Linked DNA regions of Mus musculus: region 1 is linked to region 2. The links are chromatin contacts, called in public HiChIP or PLAC-seq maps. All regions are on one chromosome and are shown on one strand. The core of a region is the stretch at or near the end of the contact, and the rest is flanking DNA. Distances in the headings are between cores, read along the strand shown.

Evidence for each region. HiChIP or PLAC-seq counts read pairs in DNA pulled down with a chosen protein or histone mark.
Region 1: an H3K27ac HiChIP or PLAC-seq map of embryonic stem cells shows a contact between it and region 2, with 7 read pairs. The contact joins the promoter of Mall here to the enhancer-like site in region 2. A contact is called at or near these places in 3 of 39 promoter capture datasets (the SN4741 cell line, macrophages and stem cell-derived epiblast-like cells), 1 of 484 Hi-C or Micro-C datasets (nephron progenitors), 2 of 115 datasets of contacts at active chromatin or transcription factors (both in embryonic stem cells) and 3 of 9 other capture datasets (adipose tissue, embryonic stem cells and pancreatic islet).

The regions. Positions count from the first base shown.
Region 1 is chr2:127,725,747-127,732,009 of GRCm38.p6, reverse strand. It overlaps Mall (mal, T cell differentiation protein-like), which reads left to right and starts at 2,113. Exons shown (of 4, transcript NM_145532.3): 1 at 2,113-2,254. The coding sequence starts at 2,144.
Region 2 is chr2:127,600,876-127,607,188 of GRCm38.p6, reverse strand. Mrps5 (mitochondrial ribosomal protein S5) reads right to left here. Exons shown (of 12, transcript NM_029963.2): 9 at 6,303-6,313; 10 at 5,749-5,811; 11 at 4,668-4,804; 12 at 3,203-3,560. The coding sequence ends at 3,336. Among named protein-coding and RNA genes, the nearest start is that of Mrps5, 17 kb to the right of the region's middle. Within about 2 kb of position 1,893, at least 5 of the 459 cell types and tissues checked have an H3K27ac peak or open chromatin away from gene starts, as enhancers often do. A contact at or near this core is called in embryonic stem cells, where this site is marked.

The DNA.
Region 1 (6,263 bases), core at 864-3,363, 120 kb before region 2:
CTTGCTTCTTGGTCATGATGTTTGTGCAGGAATAGAAACCCTGACTAAGACAATAGCCATGCTCCAAGAAGTGAGGGGAAATCAGTCTATTTGCAACCAAAAGAAGACAAACCATTTCAACCACGAGACAGATGGTGCAAATGAGAATTGAGGTAAATTTTAGAGAGATAAACTACTCTAAAATGGCAAACCTTCGTGTACTCACACACACACACACACACACACACACATACACACTCACTCACACACACATACACCCTAACAGTAGGTGAAATTAAAATATGTAAAAAAAAATTCCACTTTAGATAGACTACAGAAACCTTATTTTTATAGGGTCTCTTTACTTCTCTCTTGCCCCATATGGCGGTCCTTGTATTAGATATATATAAACTAAAAATATTACCCAATAGCACTATGATTTTTGCTCTCAACCATAGTAATACTTTGCCCATATTTTTATCATCCACGATACTATTGCTTCATTTCGACTGCCACAAGCTCCTGACTGGTAGAAATTTTCTTTGCTGGAACTTGCGTGTGTGAGCACAGCATACTGTGAATTCACAGTATGTGAATATGTGTATATACAGATGTGTGCTCTATCATGCTCTGACATAATCCCTTGAGACGGGATCTCTCAGTGAATCAGGAGTGAGGCTAGCATCCAAAAAGAGCACCAGTGATGATCTGTGTCTCTGTGTCACTAGAACGTGTTTAGAAGCTGCTCTAGGAAGTACAGTGTGCATAGTTAACGTCACAGTCTACTCAGAATTGATACTTTCCAGGCCAGTGAGATGGCTTATCAGGTAAAGGCACCGTCCCTCAAGCCTGGTGGCTGGGCTCAATCCCTGGAACCTGTGTGTACCTCTTACCCTGCCCCATCTTCCCTGACGCCCCATGTAGATTATGGTCACATCCAAGGGGGCCACAGCCCCAAAGAGAGACATAGCACTTGTGTGTGACATTCAGAAAAGGTGGGTGGCTTTGGATCCATTCTGTCAGCAGTGTGGGGGCCTGAGCTTGTGAACTATACGCTCTAGGACTTGGAAAAGGTTGAGGACAGGCTGTCTGGAAGCTTGCTGGGAAGATCTTTGCCTTTCCCTGCAATGCCTTGGCTTCAAGCTTCATGTATCCAGACTCTGCTGGCTGCTCCAGACCAGGCAGAGCGAACCAGCTACTCCTCCCACCTTGCCCAGGACAGGCCCTGGAATTCCCTGCTGTTGCTAAGGAACAAGACACAGGGCTCTTGTGCAGGACATCCCCCAGTCCTTGGGACAACTCTTCCATGCCTCCTCTCCTACTCCTGAGGAGGCTTTTCAACTGGCCTGCTGGAGCCGAAGAGGGGAGGAAGAAGGCTCTGGGGCGCCAGGCCTTCCCTCAGGGCGGTGGGAAAACAAACCAAGGTTAGTGGGTTGTTAAAGAAGAAGGTGGCCCAGTCTCCAGCCCTGCCTGGCGTTGTGTGAAAGGAAGAGCTTTGGGTCTGGAAGCACAGCCAAGCAGCCAGCCCCAGGCTCTAAGCAGGAAGGAACTGCCTGGTCCCAACCCTGTGTCCTAGCTGGACTAGAACGACAGTGAGAGGAGGACCCAAGAGGGACTCAGAGTACCTGAGGAGGGAGGTGAAAACCAGGCTGCTCCAATCCTTCATTTAGACTCTGAGGACAAAAGCAGATGCTGCTTTTGTGACCACTCTGTGACCTTAACTGGAAAGGTACAACAAAGCCACGTGGTGGTGGTCTATCTGAACTTCAGAAGTGTCTGAAGGTGGCTAACCACACAGTAGGTCCTCAGTAAACAATCTTTATCTTAGCAAAAGAGCCCTTGCTTACACTCTGAGCATAGAGATCACCAGGAGCATACATACAAAGCTGTTCCTTTCATCTCTTCTGGAGTCCTTTGCTCCAGCATTCAAAGTTCCTTAGCAGGGAAAGTCTAGAAAGACCCTCTGCGAGGCTGGTCCTGTCCCCTCTCCTGGCTAGCACAGTGCACAGAAGGGCCCCCGCTCTACTGGAACCTTTCTTTTCCCCTCCCAGGCGACGTCCCTCCGACCGATGGGTGTGTCTGTCTGTCGGGCGGGAGGTGATTCTTGAACAGCTGCGGGCGCAGGCGAGTGCTACGGAGTAAAGACGCCAGCAGAGGTGACAGCATGGCCTCCCGGGACACACCGCCGGCCACCAGCTACGCCCCGCCTGACGTGCCCTCGGGGGTCGCCGCCTTGTTCCTCACCATCCCCTTTGCCTTCTTCCTACCGGAGCTGGTGAGTTGACTGCCCCCACCTGCGGGGAGGGAGGGGCAGACCCGGCAGGGAACCTCGCTGGCAGTTAACTTCAGGCTCCCTCTTTCCCTGTGGGTTTCCCAGGCTGGGTTCCTCTAGAGCAAGTTTTCCTCTTTCCCAAAGGATGAGGAGCTAATCCCCAGGCCACTTTCTTGCTGGAGGGGTCCAGCCACCTTCTAGACTATCCAGACCTCTAAGAAACTTCTACTGCCTGGTTTCTTTCCCCCTAGCTGTTTGTACTTTACTAAAGTTCAAAGAACTAGGGGTCTCTCTAAAGGGCCTTCTGAAAGAAGGTCTCCCAGTATTTTCTCAAATCACATCAGCTGACTTTGAACTTTGATTTACGTGTGTTCCCTGCCGAAGGGAGCTCATGACAGCATCGTCCATAAAACAATCTGAACCGCCCAGGTGACTCTGGGAAACTTGTTGCTGCCCGACTCTGGGACACGGCAGAGCAGAACTAGGCGCTGAACCCTGCCAGCACTCGGCAATGCATTCAGTATTTCCTCAGCTGGCTCCTGCTACTATCCACCTCCCCTACTCCCTGCCACGCCTCCTGTAATATCTAGTTTGTGGGTGAAATTTTCTTCCTAGCCCTGAATTTGACCATGCTGCCTCTGGGCGGGGAGGAAGACTTGGAGTAGGACAGGTTACATAAAATGGGTGTGGCCAACGCTTTCCCTTCTGGTCTTCATGGAAGGTTAGGTCCCATTGAGTGACCTTTAGGCAAATTGCTTAAACAACAGCCATTCTTGGGAAGCGTCCTTGTGGGTCCCACAGGTGGGTGGCCTTGATAGAGACTCCACCTAAGAGGCAGGTTTCTTCTAGCACCAGTCCCCCACAAACGTGGGCATCCAGCCAAGCTGATCAGATCCTGAGCTGTGTGCCAGGCCCTGGGTGTGGGCCTCACTTTGGAACAGTCGCATGGGTGACAGGATGGCTCTGCCACATTCTATTGAGCTTGCCAGTCACGCAAATCATCATCAGAGGAGTGGCTACCTCCCAGGGGTCTCTGTGGCTGGAGAGAGGTTTGGGGGCATTTTTTAGAATGCAGCACACTGTCCTGGCCAGAGGAGGGAGGGGTCTAGGCCTGTCACTCCCTGGAAGAAGGCTGGATTCCTGAGGCAGGAGAGCAGCCAGGTAGAGAGTTGTCACTAGAGGTGCTGACAGTTGTCCCCTGCAGTTGGATTCCTGGAAAAGTACTTTCATGGTGTCCTGGGACTTTGAGGGGATGAGGTCATTGTCATTGATTTGATTTTCTTGACTTATTTTTAAATAGTTTTAGATTTCTCCTAAAGCCATAGCGGCAGCATAGGAAGTCTGCTCCTCACTCGGAACCCCACAGGGCTCTCCAAACCAGGAAGTTAAAGTTAGCACTCTGCCATTGACCATTGTTGTTCTATTTGCTCATTTCCCCACTAATATCCTTTCCCTAGCCCAGGAGCCAGGTCAAAACTCCTGATTGTGTTGGCTGTCCTTTCCCCTTCAGTCAGGGGCGGTTCCTCTGCCTCCATCTTGGTATTTTGGAGAAAGCACTGGCCGGCCGGCTGTGACAGACCCTTGTTGCAGTTAGCCCTGTCTGTGTTTGCTCGCTGTAACTCTAGTTTTCATTTGGAAGTCATCTTCATTCATTGATGAAAACTTAGAAAATGCAGAATTGTGTTCACAGACGGAGCACATGCATCATCTGTGTGTGTGTGTGTGTGTGTGTGTGTGTGTGTGTGTGTGTGCATATGCAAGTGAGGGGGGGTCTGTGTGCATGGGTGAGTCTGTGTGTGAACATGTGTGTGAGTGTGTGTGTGAGTGTGTGTGTATGTATGAATGTATCTGAGTGTGTGTGTGTGTGTGTAAAATATCTGTATCTGAGTGTGTGTGTTGAGTGCATTATTCTGCACATGCTTCTTGTACCTGCTATGAGCATGCATAGAAGAACTCCAGGATAATGTGTGTGCCTGTATGGAGCATGGGAAAGGAAGGGAAAAGATCAGATTTTGATGTCATGGGCAGAAGAAGCTGGGAAGCTGTTCTGGGTGCTGAATCAGTTTGTCCCAGGCCCTTCTTTGGCTCTGCTGCTCTGATGTCTTCTCCCTCCACTGTCCACTGGGGCAGTGTAAAAGCACCATGCCTCCAGGGACCCCTGACCCTTAGCCCTCTGGTCTGAGACAAAAGTCTGTATAGAAGGCATTAGAAAGCAGGGAGACCAGGACACTTGTGCAGAGCACAGAAAGCAGAGCCCAAGTACTAGGATGCAGTGATTCTTCAGTAGGGTGACATAGACACATGGTGTCTACAGTGACCTCTCCTAACCACCATGTGTATGTGAGTGTGTGTGTGTGTGTGTGTGTGTGTGTGTGTGTGTGTACGCGCGTGTGTATGCATGTGTGGAGCACCACATGGAAACCAAGAGTGAGCAGATCCATTGTCAGATCACATCAGACAAGCTCTCCCTTGCTAGCCATGAGCCACCTTGGAGGTGGCTCTAGCTTTTGGTGGTTCTTGGAGATGACAGCAAAGGTGGTTCAGGCTCCCAGTAGCCTACTCCAGTGACCTTTGTTGCCCACAGTGCTTTCCCTCCCAATCTTCAGCATTAAAATTCACATTTAAAATGTTTTATTTTGTGATAGTGATGGTTCTAACAGGAGCCTGTATTCCCTGCATCTTCCCAGTGGCCATGTCTTTCCTAACCAGCATTGTTTTCAAACCGGGAAACAGGTTGGGAAGACAGATCTCCCATTTGGAGTAGATTTATCTGAGAGCAACTGAGGCTCAGGACTGTCCCATCACACAAAAGCCCCCCTTTCGCTACTCTCGAGACTTCCCCAACCCATCCCACTTTCTCACTATTCCAAACAGTCTCTTAGAAATCAGCATTTTTACACAATAATTATTCTAGTTATATACAGAAATGTAGCTGAAGAGTATACGACCTTTGGGGACCCACTCGTCCCATGAAGCATGATGTTCTTGGCGTATATCCCCAGTTTGTTGATTCAGTTATCTGTAAGGACATAGCATAATCTAACCCAGCTCTATTGAATGTTTCCTGTCCTAGGCAGTTGCTATTGGCATCTTGCTCAGGCTTCTGTTGGGGGGCATTTCTATTTCTCTGAGGGAAACGCCTAAGAGTAACTTGTTGGGTAGAACAGTAGGTGTCTGTTTTGTTATTATTAAGAGACTAAGGAGTTGTTTTGCAGGGTAGCTGGGAAATGTTTGTCTGTTTTGTGTTTTTATTTCTTCACTAGCATGGTATGAAACTTTAACACACCTGAGGGTTTGTTCAATGTAGTGGTGAATCTTATTTGAACGAATAACTTGACAATAACCTCTTGAAGGTGAGGAACTTTTCACACAGTGGGTTTTAAGAAGAGGATAGACCTCCATTTATTCTTCCCACCCCATGCCGAGTGTGGGCACCCAATTATGCCAGCACTAGGAGCTGAGCCTGGGGTGGGCAGGGCAGCCAGCCCTACCTCTTTCTACAGAGCCAGTGTTTGTGAGAGCAGAGGGCCCACCCCATCGTGACCTGGGTGACTCCTGAGCTCCTTGGCAAGCTGAAAGGTGGAAGCTGAGAGACCGCCCCAGTGGCTGTCCCTGGAAAGTCATCTGAACTTTACCCTTCTCATTAGTTGACTCTTTAATTAGATTTTTGCTAATTAAAAAGCAGAAGGTGAGAAAATTCTTAGAGGGACAGCTAGTTAAAAGGGGAGGAGGCCTGAGCTCCCTGTTTGATGCTGGGAGCCCTTCTTCCTTCTATCCCACCCCCACCCTAGGAGGTTCATTTCTATGTGTCACCCCAAATCCCCAGTTTCACCCTGACTCCAATCTGCTTGCTTGTTTCTATTTAGCCATATTGAAGAGTTTGTTTGAAACTACAGAACCCAACTAGAGCCAACCCCGCTGGGACTGAAAGTGACCAGGTGGTCTGCACAGAAGAATTAGGGGCTTTCCTTAGAAGTTGGATTTTCTGTCGCTAGTTATCCCCTCTCCCCTT
Region 2 (6,313 bases), core at 644-3,143:
CCTTTCACTGTTAAGTAATGGATGGTCCGGATACATCAATGCCTCCTGAGGACAGGGCATCGATGGTCTGTTTACCTGGCCATCTCTACACTTTTGCTTTGTTACTCCTAGGTACATTTCTCTGATGTCTTTGCAAGGTAGAGAAGGGTTGCTAGAGGCTGTGCTGACGAGCTAGGCTGTAAAGTCACAGGGTGGGCCTCCACATTCGAGTTCTACCGCCAGCTCAACAGGATCGCCATGCTTCTGGGGGGAGGAGCAAAAGCATCCTTGGAAACACGGTGCTCTTAGTGACGAGGCCTTGCTCTCAAGGCAAACTTCTACTTCACTTTTCATTTTATTGCCAAGTTATTGGAAGACAATTAGATGCCAAACATTTTTTATTCTCAAATAGTTTTTCCCCCCAATGTCAATGTGGTTGTCAATAATTTGGAAAAATGACATTTTAAAAAGATAAGAGTATTGGGTATAAAAAAAAAACAAATTAGGCTAATAGAAGAGAGATCAGTAAAGCTCATCGCTTTTTTTAGGACAAAAATAAAATTTCAAAAATAACGAGAGTTCTGGGGACACAGCTCAATGGAGAATAAAAGGTTCTGCATTCACACCCAGCACTACCAGACCCAACTATTTTCCTGTAGATTCTACTTAAATAGAAAAGTCTTAGATGTTTCCAATGTCTCTAACTTAGAGGCATTTCTTTCTTAGCAATTAGCTTCTATTTATAGCCATGAATAATATAGCTCTAGAAAAAAAATTTCCTTTGAGAGTATGTGTGTATGTGCAGGGGAATATACTAGGCAGGTGAAGAGAAAGTGCTTAGGCACACTAAATCACTGTTGGTTTATTAGACTGTGTGACTCGGGGGATAGGGACTCCTCTAGTACCTACGGGGTAGAACCGAGAAGCACCCAGTAACAGGCTCACCAGAAGACCGGGGTCTAATCCCATCACCACAGAAAACGTCCCACCCCCCTGTCTCCCCTGTTCCATCACTAACCACCTACTTCCTCAGCTCCTTACCCAGTACATCATGTCCAGCTCCCAGCAACAGTGACAGGCACACGGGAAGCAAAGGTGCAGTCTGAACGAAGCAGGCCTGAGACACAGCAGGAGTGGCTGTCACAGTCACCACCCCAGGAATGTTCAGCACCACTAAGATTAATGTTACAGGGGAACAGACAATACCAAGGAACAGACTGTAAAGTACACAGACAGGGTGAGTCTATGAAAGAATCAAAAACATGCCAGGGGTGTGCTTCGGTGGCAGAGCACTTGTCTAGCTCGTCCAAGATCCTGGGCTCGCTCTATCTCTGGTACTGTAAGCAGAAAAAAGATGTCTGATACTAAGTGGAGCATACTGGCTCATCAAGTTATCATAACACTTAGCAGAAGGATCAACCCTGGCCACATGGAAAGTTAGGTTTTAGTCACTATTCTACTGCTGTGAAGAGACACCGTGACCAAGGCAACTCTGATAAAAGACAGCATTGACTTAGAGCCTTCTTTATACTTTCAGAAGGTTAGTTCATTATCATCATGGCAGGAAGCATGGTACCAGGCAGCAGGTATGGAGCTGAAAGCTTTAAATTTTGATCCATAGGCAGCAGGCAGAAAGATAACCTCAAGGGTCATCCCCAGTGACATACCTCCTCCAACAAGGCCACACCTAACCCTTCCCAAATAGTTCCATTAACAGGACCAAGCATTCAAATACATGAGTGTATGGGGCCATTCTCATTCAAACCATCACACCCAGTCTCAAACAATGAATAAACAAACAAAGACAAAACACTCAAAATGCCGCCAGCCATCGAAGCAGGGAGCATCTCTGATGGGCTTACTGCCAGACTGAACACAACAAGGACTTCTAGGTGGAGGCTACCTCAAGAGAAACGTACACAGCAGGAAAAAGAGGGAGGGTGCATCTAAGTAAGACCCACACTCAGCATATCATAGTCTCACTGCTAGAGACCAAAGATAAAGGAGAAAGAAGACAGAAGAAAACATTACCTAAAGAGGAGCAGAAATAAGCAATTCACCCAACTTCTCAGAAAGTATGAGAGAAAATACTTACAACTATCAAAGAGATGTCTCATGGACCTATAATTAAGCAAAGACTCAGACAAACAACCGACGGGCTTTGTTCCAATCAACCTGCCTTGTAAGCTAAGATACAAGACAACGAAGAGATGGGGGTCACAAGCACAGACTTACATTAACAAAAACAAACAAACAAACAAACAAACAAACAACCTTTAACTTTCCTTATTAGATTTAACAGATGTTTGTTCAAAACCATAACAGCAACAGTGACTCAACGAGTGTTGCTCAGGTTTATGAGGCCTGAATGAACGGCAGCAGGGGCATGAGGGGAGGGGCAGGAACCTAACCCTCCATGGCTGTAAGGTACCTGACTAAACTAGCTACAAAGCAGGATCCTAGGAGAGACCTGGATCCGTTGTAAACATACATAGCAAACTCTAGAGCAACTACTAAAAAAGAGAAAAAAGAAGTGTAATTGATATTGGCAGATACTGACTTTACTACATTACAGTCACTTTATGCTGATGACCTAAAAAACACCAATTAAAGGTAAATAAGACTAGTCTATCAGAGAAGACAAAAAACAAAGCAGACCAACAAACGGAACACCCAGACCTGAGGTTGTATCTGACAGGAGGTTTGTATCTATACTACACAACAAGAGCAATTACAGCTGATAATAAAAACACAAATAACCCAAATTTTTTAAGTGGACAAAGGACCTGAATGGGCCACATGACCTGACAAGCCGACGAGGACACTCAACAGCATTTGCTTTTAGGGCCATGTGAGTGAAGGTGACAGTGAGACACACTTCAGACACAGTGGGATCACTACCACCTAGAGTCCAGGAAACACAGCCGAGGGTGAGGCCACAGCCTGGCACAGTATTTATGGACAGAAACGGCACACAACTGCCGGGAGAACTGCCTGGGAGTGGCTCAGCGGGTCAGGCTATCCAACTTCTCTGTAAAATGTAGTTGAAAACATTCATCTTCAGATGACTCGGTAACAAACACGACCTAAGTGTCACAGCAATGGCTGTGCATGTTACTACTATTAGCTATGTCCTAATTCACTTACATTTACTAGTTTAAATAACGAATTGCTCCTGATATTTGCATCTAACATTCCCATCACACAGCTATATACCATGTGCTCTGTAAGACAAATCTATAATTATTTATTTGAAAACAAAGAAGGTTGGACTTTTTTTAAAATAAAAAGTGAGAGTGGCGTGTCCTCCGGGTGCTGTCAGCACAAGCACTGGCTGGGCTGGCCTTCCGGGAGGCTTAGGTGGCAGGCCTCTTTAAATTAAACCACACAGAGCGCTTCAGTCCCTGCATGGCCTTCACGTCCTGCCAGTCCAGCTTGGTATCAGGAACCTCAGGTTCCGGCTCCGGCTCCTTACTCAAGGCCCCATGTGGGGAGGCCACCACGATAGGCAGAGGCCCACATTCCTCCCGGAATTCCACCACGTGGAGACCCTTCTTATCCGCCAGATGTTGGTGGGTTTCCTGGAAAACAGCAAGCAGAGAACAGATTAGATTTGTGAAGGTCACCTGACCCTTAAAGGGTCAGGGCTTCTGTCAACTCAAAGGAAGCCAGCATCAAGAGCCCTGAGATGCTTGGGGAAACAACAACATGAACTACCCAGTACCCCCAGAGCTCGTGTCTCTAGCTGCATATGTAGCGGAAGATGGCCTAGTTGGCCATCACTGGGAATAGAGGCTCCTTGGTCTTGCAAACTTTATATGCCCCAGTACAGGGGAATGCCAGGGCCAAGAAGTGGGAGTGGGTGGGTAGGGGAGCAGGGCGAGGGGAGGGTATAGGGAACTTTCGGGATAGCATTTGAAATGTAAATGAAGAAAATATCTAATAAAAACTTGGAAGAAAAGGAAGCAGCTTGGGGAAGTGAAGTAAGTACTTGACTCGATTTGGGAAATGCGTGCAGCCGGACCGGGAGGGTGTGTCTACACAGATCTCCCTCAGCCTAACAGCAACCCACCAAGTAAGATGGAAGAAGACCCATCTGCCAAAGTCCCAGGTTACCAGCCAGCCTTATAGCTACAAACCATTCCCTCCATAAGGGGAGAAAGGACCATGAGCCAGGCCCCACTGGAGAGCAACCCAGGGTCCCATCTCTGGGAGGACATGGCACTCTTTGCTTCCAGGGCTACACCAGAGTAACCGCACCACTCAAGGAACTTTTGAATGCTTCATGGACTTCTTCAAGTTTAAACTTCAGTATTTAAAAAGTCAGTAGTTACATTGTTCTATCAAAAAAGTATGCTTGGTCAATGAAAATGTCAAATGATAAAAGAAAGTCCACTTGCTAGTTTAATCCTACTTGTTGGACTGGTGAAACACCTCGGGCCCCTCCATTCGGGAGGAACACATCGTCTGTGTTACCCATGCAGGGTTCACCCTGATCTGAGCTAGTTGCAACTATGACCATTAACAAGCAAGGATGTATTTTCTAACAGATGAGAGCCCTGGGTTGTCTAGCTAGGCCCGGGCCTGGCTTTGAATCCCTCTCCTCACTTGGAGAGATACAGAAGAGGACACAACAGCACTGTCTGCAACATAAGCTAGCACTTGTGCCTTTGCACCCAGGAGGTTACCTGGCGGGCAAGCCCATGGAAGAGGCCCCGGGTGAGGTTGAGCATGTTCATGGACCCGGTGACCCTCGCATACATGTCCTTGATGCCGATGAGGCGGCAGATGGTGATAATGGCCCTGTGGCAGCGGAGGCCGTAACCTGGAAGAAGATCAAAATGAAACACCCAGCAACTCTCCTACAGAAGGTCTCACTCAGTCTGCTGTCTTTCATGTGGCTCTGACCTCTGCATTTAGAGAATAATGTGCCTAAACTAACTCTCCAAAAAAAAAAGGCAACACAAGCCACAAACAGAAGCCATGTGATTTAAATTTTTTTCATAGATGAATTAAAGTTGTTTTAAGCGATATATTTTATAATTCAATTGATCCAAATAATTATCATTTAAAAATATACTTCATATGAGAGACTTTACACTCTTCTTCATAGGCAATGTGGTATGTACTGATCTGAGTGGTCTCAGCAGCCACATACTAAGTCCACAATCACTTACTGGCTGGCAGCCATTCTGTGGAACAAAGTGGTCTTGCATGAGTAATTACAGCTGAGAAGCAGAAGGCACATTCTGATGTGAGCACTTTGTTTGGTTTGGTTTGGTTTGGGGGGGGGGGCAGTGCTTTACCCCACAGCTCTAGCAGATTTGTATTAGAAGCTCTGATACAAAATGTAAATGTTTTAACTTCTCAGACTCAAACTTCTAGAGACTAGTAGAATTAGGGATTCATGAGACCATCTTTACTGTAGATCACAGATGAGAAGTGAAGGAGAATGTGTCAGCATCTGGGGAATGACTGTCACAGCCCCTCTGTGACAGACACAGAGGCAGAAGAGCCATTTCTGCATGCCCAGTGCTTTGACAGAGACCTCATAGAAGATGGCGCTCAATGTGGAGGAGGGTCTGGAGACTCAGCTTAGTGGTTATACTGCCAGCTCCGTCAACTTGACACAAGCTACAGTCATCACAGTGATGGGAACCTCAGGAGACAAAATGCCTCCAGAAGATCAAGGAAGGTGACAAAAAGGGGCAGAGGTCCGGGCTGCTGCAGGCTCTCTATGTTAGTCAACAAACCATGAGAGTTGGTTACCTCTGGGTTGTTTCTTCATCCGGATCTGTGTCCTTTTGAATCTTAGGGAAATGTCATGGAATACTGGAGGTAAAAACAAGCACGAGAAGGGTCAGGTTGAGGTTTGGATGGCTCTGCAGCATCACAAAGCAATGCATCCTGGCACTGGCCTGGCAGCACACAGGCCAAAGACAGGCAAAGTGGTCTCCAGGTTAGATCTATTTTTACATTTCATGCATAACAGAGAACACAAAAACATCTTGTGACACAGTCTGCAGTGGCCACACTCCTGTAGACCTTAGGAGAAGTGCCCCACACTCACTTCCTGGGACACAGTCTGCAGTGGATACATTCCCGCAGACCTCAGAAGTGACACGGTCTGCAGTGTCCACACACCTGCAGACCTCAGGACAAATGACACGGTCTGCAGTGGCCACACACCTGCAGACCTCAGGACAAATGACACGGTCTGCAGTGGCCACACTCCTGCAGACCTCAGGACAAATGACACGGTCTGCAGTGGCCATACTCCTGCAGATCTCAGGAGAGGTACCCCACGCTCGCCCCTCACTCACTTGTATGTCCT